Regions from separate parts of the Mus musculus genome. Here region 2 is linked to region 1. The links are chromatin contacts, called in public HiChIP or PLAC-seq maps. All regions are on one chromosome and are shown on one strand. Each heading gives the region's core, a stretch centred on a gene start, on an enhancer-like site or on the middle of the called end of the contact. The rest is flanking DNA. Distances are from core to core; before and after follow the strand shown. Region 1 overlaps Cdc42bpb (CDC42 binding protein kinase beta). Region 2 overlaps Cdc42bpb (CDC42 binding protein kinase beta).

Region 1 (4,025 bases), core at 1,084-3,583:
GCAACCCTATAGGTGGAACAACATTATGAACTAACCAGTACCCCGGAGCTCTTGACTCTAGCTGCATATGTATCAAAAGATGGCCTAGTTGGCCATCACTGGAAAGAGAGGCCCATTGGACAGGCAAACTTTATATGCCCCAGTACAGGGGAACGCCAGGGCCAAAAAGGGGGAATGGGTGGGTAGGGGAGTGGGGGGGGAGGGTATGGGGGACTTTTGGGATAGCATTGGAAATGTAATTGGGGAAAATACCTAATAAAAAATATTAAAAAAAAAAAAAAGATCTGGTTGCACATGAGTAGATCCTCACTTGCACCTAGTAATGCTATGTAAATCTTGCTCCCCAATTAACTGGTCAATAAAAGGCTAGAGCCTGTGATTGGGCAATGGATGGAGAAAGGCAGGACTTGAGGATAGACAGAGTGAGGGAGTTTCAGGTAGAGAGAGGAAGAAATGACACGGAGGTGGAGGGGGGCACCATGAAAGGAGATAGATCATGAGCACGTGGACAGGAGGAACAAGGGACATTACGGCTGAGAAATAGAATAGTTCCAGGCCCACCCAAACTTGGCTTATGGCTTACAAATAAAATACCTGGATTGTGTGTCTTTAAAAAAAAAAAAAATTAGCTGGGTGTGGTGGGCCACGCCTTTAATCCCAGCACTCGAAGGCAGAGGCGGAGTTTGAGGCTAGCACGGTCTCCAGACTCCTGATGCCCAGGCACTTGAATGCGCTGCGTGCCTGCCACGCCAACCGAGAACTTTCTCTACTTCTTGCCTAGGACTTTCATAACGTCCCCTGACTATGTACCAGGATGTTCCTTCTCCACAGCCCTGAAGGAGGACACACTCTATGCCGCACTCGCATGAACCCACTGAACCCTCTGAGGCAGCCAGGCAGGACTCACCGTCTCGGGTGAGCTCAATGACGTAGAGCCCTTCTTCCAGGCCGACCGCAATCCTGTCTCCATCTGGGGAAACAACGTGTGGGTCCCGTGAGCCAGGGCCTGCTTCTTCACACAGGAGAAGCTGTCTACACGCTCAGGAGGACGGGACCACACGGGCATGCGTGGAACCCGAACCCCCACCCAGCTCAGGACCCGTAGACATACCCACGATAGCAGCAGCCAGGACGGCCTTGATGAGCGGCAGCGAGCTGTCGTAGGCCTCCTGTGCGACGTGCACTACCTGGCTCTTCAGCCGGTTCTTATGCAAGATGGCCTGCAGCCCTTCAAGGATCCCTACCCACTTCCTCTTTTCATTCTCGTTCTCCGTCAGGATGAGCAGTGAGCTGGTCTTAGAAGGCGAACCTAAGAGAGAGGCCGTCACCTTCATGAGAAAAACAAAACAGACAAAATCATGAGCTGCCAGCCAGGTCAGAGCAGGGACTGCGCTGGAACCGCCTAGAACCGCCTAGCTCCAGAGGTCACAAACAAGGTAAGTCTAGAGACTCACGTCAATGTCCCTGAGTTGTCCCAGAGACCACCCATCTCTTTAACTGGCCAGGCTGCTGGCAGGGCAGCTGACAGGAAGGGACAGGCCTGCAAACATAGACATCCCGGCCCTTCCTGGCCAGATTTCAATTAATTCTGCTCTTGTCAACACTATTGTATAAATGCTTTAAAAACTTTTAAAAATTGCTTTCTTGGCTGGGTGTGGTGGCACACAACTTTGATCCCAGCACTCAGGAGGCAGAGGCAGGCAGATCTCTGTGAGTTCAAAGCCAGGCTGGTCTGGGCAAGCTTGTTACACAGAGAAACCCCCGACTTAGAAAACAAAAACAAACAAAAAATTGCTTTCTTGCCCTGCCTGGTGGCACATGCTTTTGACCCCAGCACTCAGGAGCCAGAGGTGGCAGGATCTGTGGAAGTTCCACAACAGCTCCAATAGAGACCCTCTCTCAATTTTTTTTTTTTTTTTGCTTTTGTTAATAGCTTTATTCTGATTATGATGTGGACTCTTGGGATGGAGATGGCTTGGTGGTTAAGAGCACTGACTGCTCTTCCAGAGGTCCTGAGTTCAAATCCCAACAACCACATGGTGGCTCACAAACATCTGTAACAAGACCTGATTCCCTCTTCTGGTGTCTGAAGACAGCTACAGTGTACTCACATATAATAAATAAAAAAAGATGAGGACTCTCAGGGCATGCCAAGGCAGAAGGGGTCCAGTAAGTGTTCACTAGGACCATTCATTAGGAGCCCGGGAGACCCCTCAGCTATAGGATGAATGTCATTTTGAGCACAGATTTTCTGGATTATATACAAAGGCTGTTTCTGAGTCACACTGTGATTCAGTGCAAACAATGCTCAGACGCAGCTCTGTGGCTGGGAAAAATGTCTGCTCTGAAGCAGTGTGTGTCTCTCTGACCATGTCTTCCAGAAACTTCGCCCGGAGAGCAGAGGACAGCAACCCAGTCAGAGAAGAGGGACAAAGCAAATGTAATCAATTTAAAAGAGTCTGGGTGACAGGGAGGGAACCTAAAGCAACACGCGCCCCACAGGCCCACCACGGAATGTCCCTTCAGTGAAGACACAGTGGCTGGGGTGGGAGGGCGACCAGGTGAAGAGAGGGGCACCATGGGAAGCTGGCTGTGTGGGGAGAGCGTGCTGCTCAGTGAGGGGCAGCCAGGCAGGGGGCACCTGGGGCACGGTGGGAACATAAAGCAGGCGAGGGTCCATTGGGAAATTCAGGGTAGCAAAATGCTCAGAAAATTGCTTTTTTTGGGTGGGTGGCCAGGGTCTCCCTATGTAGCTCTGGATGTCCTGGAACTCAGAGAGACCTGCTGCCCCTGGCTCCCACACACTGGGACTGAAGGTGTGGACCACTGTGCCCATGGTTTTTGTTTTTAAGAATTACTGTCTCTTAAGAGTGTGATTTACTTTTAAAATGATTAACAGACAGAAATAAAATCAGAGAGACTCATACCCTGAATATGCACGGAATGTCTCGGCGTGTAGCATGGATAACATCTGAGGCCAGGACTGAACTCACAGCAAACTCCTCATCTCTGGCAAGAAAGGGACACACCACATGGCTCAGAAAGCACCACAGACATGCCACCACATTTGCACAACTCGTCTCATGGGGGGAATGCTGAGGACTGAGCCCCCTGCCTGACTCACACGGTCCGCTGTCCCCCAGTTCCACACCAGTTATTTTTGATGTGTCCTGGTACAATCAGGCAGTGGCTCATTAACTACTCATAAACAAGAAGCAGAAGGTGTGGAGTTCAGGATGGGGAGGCGGGACAAGCTGTTCTCCACTCTCAATGGGGCCCAGACATTTGGGCTCAGACGGGGACATAGCTGCTGTGGTGTTGGAATCAGAATGGCCCCATAGGCCATGTATTTGAATGCTTAGTCACTAAGGAGTGAACCTGTTTAAAAGAATTAGAAAGATGTAGCCTTGCTGCAGGAAGTGTGTCACTGGGGGTGGGCTTTGAGGCTGTAAAGCCCAGAGCAGGCTCCGACCAATCACTGCTTCAGGACCAGGATGTAGGATGTAGCTCTCGGCTTACTGTTCCTGCACCATGCATGTCCTCCTGCTAGTCATGATGACAATGGACTAAACATCCGAAACTGTAAGCAAGGATACTGAATGCTTTCCTTTCTAAGACTTGCTCCTGGTCATGGTGTCTCTTCAGAGCAACAGAACAGCGATCATACATAGCAAGGGGCCTCAGGTACCATTTGGGATGGGGACATGGAATGTATGGAACACTGCCACTGCTGGGTGACTCTGACTTCTCTTGCAGCTCTCTGAAGGAACCAGCCAAAGACCACCAACCAAGACCTAAGCCTGTATAGTTGGCTAGTCTAGGCCAACTACCGATGGTTACAATGCCAGCCTTTCTGACTTGGCAAAAGGTGAGAATAATAGCACAGGCCCTTCGCATATGTGTCACTGAGTGTGTCCGTGGTAGCTGGTTAATTCTCATGACAGCTCCTCCTACCCCTGTTAACCATTCTTCAAGGAAACATGGAGAGAAATGAGCAGGAAACACAGGCCCTGCCACGGTGGGTG
Region 2 (4,304 bases), core at 1,033-3,532, 50 kb after region 1:
CCCAGCACTCAGGAAGCAGAGACAAGAGATGAGTTACACAACGAGAGATTGAAAAGCACACGGAATGGAACTCTTCTACACTCCATCAGTATCTAGACACTCCGTGCTACTGGGTCAACAAACACCCACAGGAAGTGCTACGGACCAGGTGGGCACTCACACCATTAACCTGGAGTAGCACCAATGACGGCTCTGCCAGTTCCCGCACTCTCAGTCTTCAACTCTGGGGGTCCTGGAACACTACCAAACACTAAGTCCTCCCTTCACAAAGAGGACGTGAAGCCTAAGTCTACCTCCTATGGGTTACCCACTTTCTGCCCAGCACAGCCACAAACCTGTGAGGACTGACTGTCACCATGACATCAAAGAGATTTAACTTCTCCAGTCACCATGACAAGCCATCAAAAAGAGATTTACCTTCTCCATAAGGAAGGCTCACACCACCATTCCCATTCCTCCAGACCCCACTGTACTTCTTTTTTTTTTTTAAAGATTTATTTATTTATTTATTTATTTATTTATTTATTATATGTAAGTACACTGTAGCTATCTTCAGGCGCACCAGAGGGCATCAGATCTCATTATGGGTGGTTGTGAGCCACCATGTGGTTGCTGGGATTTGAACTTAGAACCTTTGGAAGAGTAGTCGGGTGCTCTTACCCACTGAGCCATCTCACCAGCCCCCCCCCCCCCACTGTACTTCTTGCTCTGCACAGCTGGAGGTCAGACGCATTCAAGTGCTCCATGCAAGTGCTCCACACAAGTGCTCCATGCAAGAGCTCCACCTTCTCCTGTCACCCAAAGGCAATGGATCATCAATCAAGATAACTACTATGGCTAAGAAGATGGCTCAGCAGTAAGACAGGACTGCTTGCTGGGCCCCAGCTGAGGCAACAGAGACAAGCGGATTCCAGGAGCTCAACCACCAGACTGCCAACCAAGCCGAAGAGTCGGCAAGCTTCCAGTTAAATGAGGGACCCTGTCTCAGGGCAGAAAGGCAGAGGCAAAGAGCATGAAGACACCTGGTGTCCTCCTCCAGCCTACGAGTGTTCACACACGGGTATCCACACCCCCTCAAGAACATGCCACCACCACTCACACACACACACAAACACAGAGAGAAACTATTGAGAGAGATCCAAATTGTAAGAAAAACTGAAGCCCTGTGTTCCTTTAAAGGAAAACTCTGCCAGGAAGAACTAGTGGCAAAGAGCTCTCTGACTGAGAATCATGAAATGAGAAACTAATGCCTTATACCCCCCGCTCCTTTCCCAAGAGGAGAAGTAAGACTAGAACGTTGACCAGAGGGGCTAGCAGGGAAAGAGTCTGAGGAAGGAGGGCCGTGGCCAAGGCAGCTGCCGGCAGATGGCAGGCGTTTAGGCTTCCCTTTCCCACGCAGCAGCTCACAATGCCGGCCATCAGCTATCAACCCGGCCTCAGCCTCTGGACTCAAGCCTTCCTTTTTCCCCCCGAGGTGAGGTTTCTCTGTGTAGCCCTGGCTGTCTTGGAACTTGCTCTGTAGACCAGGCTGGCCTCCAACTTAAGAGATCCAACTGCCTCTGCCTCTAGAGTGCTGGTACTAAAGGCATGCGTCACCACACCCAGCTTAGGCCTAAGTCTTTTTGCAAGTCTCTCAACTCTTCGGTCTCTGTAGCTCTATGTCAGCAGCATCATGTGTGCAAATGAAGTGGTCTTCAGGATCTAGTGTAAATAGAGGGTAATCACAGAGAAACAGGGACCCTGAAGGCAACTGACGTAGCTGGGACATGGAACACACAAGACACAAGTCAACTCCACCTGAAGGAAGGCTCTGTGCTTCTCCTCACCCGTCAGGAGAACGCGTGGCTGCCTGACACACCGTGGCTCCTAGTGAGAGCACAAAGGTTAACACTCACGCTAAGGGTTCTGAAATATGTGCTCAAATTACAGAGCCACACTCACTTGTACAGGTAACTAGGTATTTGTGAAGTGACAGCGGTCTACGTCACAGGCAGGCAGTTGCAGACCCCCGTCATGAACCAGGACCTGGAGAAAAACGGACTCGACTCTTCCAACAAGTCCCAGTGGTGTCCCTAAGTGAGACTGACGGGGACCTGTGGACCCGAGGCACTCCCGGCGGGTCAGCAAACGATGCCTTTGAATTATGCTCAGCGCGCAGCTGCAGAGTGAGGAGGAAGCTTTTTAACAGTGAGTCAGAAGCCAAGCCAGCTACAAGCTTGGGCAGTGAAAGTCCACTGGGGTGGGAAGGCTGTGCTGAGTCAACACCAGCCTTCATTCCAGCAGTGTACCGTCACGCCGCCTATGCCCGGATGAAGCCGGTCACACCTACTTTCCAGGCCCACTTGGGGCTGCCCTGCTGCCCTTCACTCCCGACACGCCCTCTTTGTCAGGTGCCTTTCTCCATTCTTTTCAATGTGGTGGAAGCTGTTGTTACCATGGAAACAAGCCCGCAACCACCTCACTGTTGCACATCACGTCAGTGTCTGACCTCCTGCCTGAGGATGGTGCACGGCACTTGAATACTCCATGGGGCTGTGATCCCAGCCACATGCAGCGCTGTCCTGTGGGAGTCCTTCAGTGAAGAGAAGATCCTCTGCTGTCACGAGTAACCCTGCAATAGAGCCAGCTCCCCTGCTGCTGTGAACAAAAACATTCATTTTAAAAATTCCAGGGCTGGCACAGTCCAGAGCCTTGCCCAGCTGCACGCAGCCCTGGGTTCTGTCCCCAGTAGTGCCTCTCTCCCCAAATCATTAAAGTGAAAAGTGAGTGTACAGCAGGTGACGGAGTGAGAAATTATGGCCACTGCACTCTCTAGTTTCCAGGCCATCTCTTCCACAAGCTCTTGGATGTATCATATTTATGTACATCCTAGATTTAAGAGACAGGAAATCAGAATTAAAGAGTGAGGGCTGAGACAGGCGTGGAGGTACACACCTGTAAGCTTAAAACCTGGGAGCTGACGCAAGAGGACTGAGGCTTCAAAGCCAGTCTGGGCCACACAGTGAGTTCCAGGCCAGCCTAAACTCGGCCAAGGGACTGTCTCAAAAGGCAAACAAGTAGGTAAACAAGTAGCTAAAAGTGCTGCCAAACCTGACTGACTTCAGGTTCAATCCCTGAAACACACGGAAGGAAAAAAAAACCAACTCCCACAAGTTGTCCGCTGACCTCCACATGTGCCCTTCTTAAACACACATGCATGCATGCATGCACACATGGGGACACACACAGACAGACACACACAGAATGAATGCAAAAAAAAAAGCAACAAACCAAACCTCACCCCGGAAAGATAAGTGCCTGTTAGCAAGTGGCTGAAGAGGGTGGAGAATACTGGAATGCGGAGAGGTTAGCATGTTCTGGAAGTATCTGCTCTGTACGGACAGAGGTTGTCAAAGTGGGTTCCTCGGCAACCCCAGTCTGGTTTCTATTGCTGTGATAAACACCATGACCAAAACCACCCGAGAAGGTCACAGTCCATCACCAGGGGAAGTCAGAGCAGGAACCCAAGGCAGGAACCTGGAGGCAGGGACTGAAGCAGAGGCCATGGAGGGTGCTGCTTACTGACTTAGCTCCATGCCTCACTCGGCCTGCTTTCCTGTATAGCACAAGACCACCCGAGCAGGGTCGGCCCTATCCGGAGTGGGCTGAACCATCCCATATCAATCACTAATCAAGAAGTTGCACCCCACCGGGTGGTGGTGGCACATGCCTTTAATCCCAGCACTTGGGAGGCAGAAGCAGGTGGATTTCTAAATTCAAGGCCAGCCTGGTCTACAAAGTGAGTTCCAGGACAGCCAGAGATACACAGAGAAATCCTGTCTCAAACAAACAAACAATAAAGAAATTGCACCCCACGGCCTCGCCTACAGGCTAAGCTGATGCTGACATTTTCTCAACTGAGGTTGCTTCTTCCTAGATGACTTCAGTTGTGTCAAGCTGACAAAGCTCTCACGCCTGCGGCATCTGCTGGAGAAGGTAGGCAGACTTAGTAACAGAGACTGTCTACTGGGAGCAACTGAGCTTAGAAGTTAGGATGCTCTACCCTGAACGATCTCTCTTCTCAGGGGGTCCACACCTGAAGTCATCTCTGCCAGCCAACCAAAAGACAAGCTGAAAGGGGCCCAGAGGCACATGGGTCCCCTGAACACAAACTGATGGCTTTCTCAGTGTTGGCAAGATGGTTCGGTGGGTAAATGTGCCTGCTGCCAAGGCTGACTAATGACCTAAGTCTAACCCTTGGAACACACGTGGTGGAAGGAGAGAATGAAATCACACAAGTGTCCTCTGACCTCCAGAACTCTATG

Evidence for each region. HiChIP or PLAC-seq counts read pairs in DNA pulled down with a chosen protein or histone mark.
Region 2: a contact with region 1 is called in an H3K27ac HiChIP or PLAC-seq map of embryonic fibroblasts, with 3 times the contacts expected there. The contact joins two enhancer-like sites. A contact is called at or near these places in 7 of 484 Hi-C or Micro-C datasets (the HL-1 cell line, conventional dendritic cells, embryonic stem cells and 2 more), 4 of 115 datasets of contacts at active chromatin or transcription factors (embryonic fibroblasts, embryonic stem cells and intestinal villus epithelium) and 4 of 9 other capture datasets (adipose tissue, embryonic stem cells, liver and 1 more).

Annotation. Positions count from the first base shown.
Region 1 is chr12:111,300,903-111,304,927 of GRCm38.p6, forward strand. Cdc42bpb (CDC42 binding protein kinase beta) reads right to left here. Exons shown (of 37, transcript NM_183016.2): 27 at 2,928-3,009; 28 at 1,112-1,328; 29 at 908-970. Among named protein-coding and RNA genes, the nearest start is that of A230087F16Rik, 18 kb to the left of the region's middle. Within about 2 kb of position 2,334, at least 25 of the 459 cell types and tissues checked have an H3K27ac peak or open chromatin away from gene starts, as enhancers often do. A contact at or near this core is called in embryonic fibroblasts, where this site is marked.
Region 2 is chr12:111,351,324-111,355,627 of GRCm38.p6, forward strand. All of the region lies in intron 1 of Cdc42bpb (CDC42 binding protein kinase beta), which reads right to left. Among named protein-coding and RNA genes, the nearest start is that of Cdc42bpb, 24 kb to the right of the region's middle. Within about 2 kb of position 2,283, at least 158 of the 459 cell types and tissues checked have an H3K27ac peak or open chromatin away from gene starts, as enhancers often do. A contact at or near this core is called in embryonic fibroblasts, where this site is marked.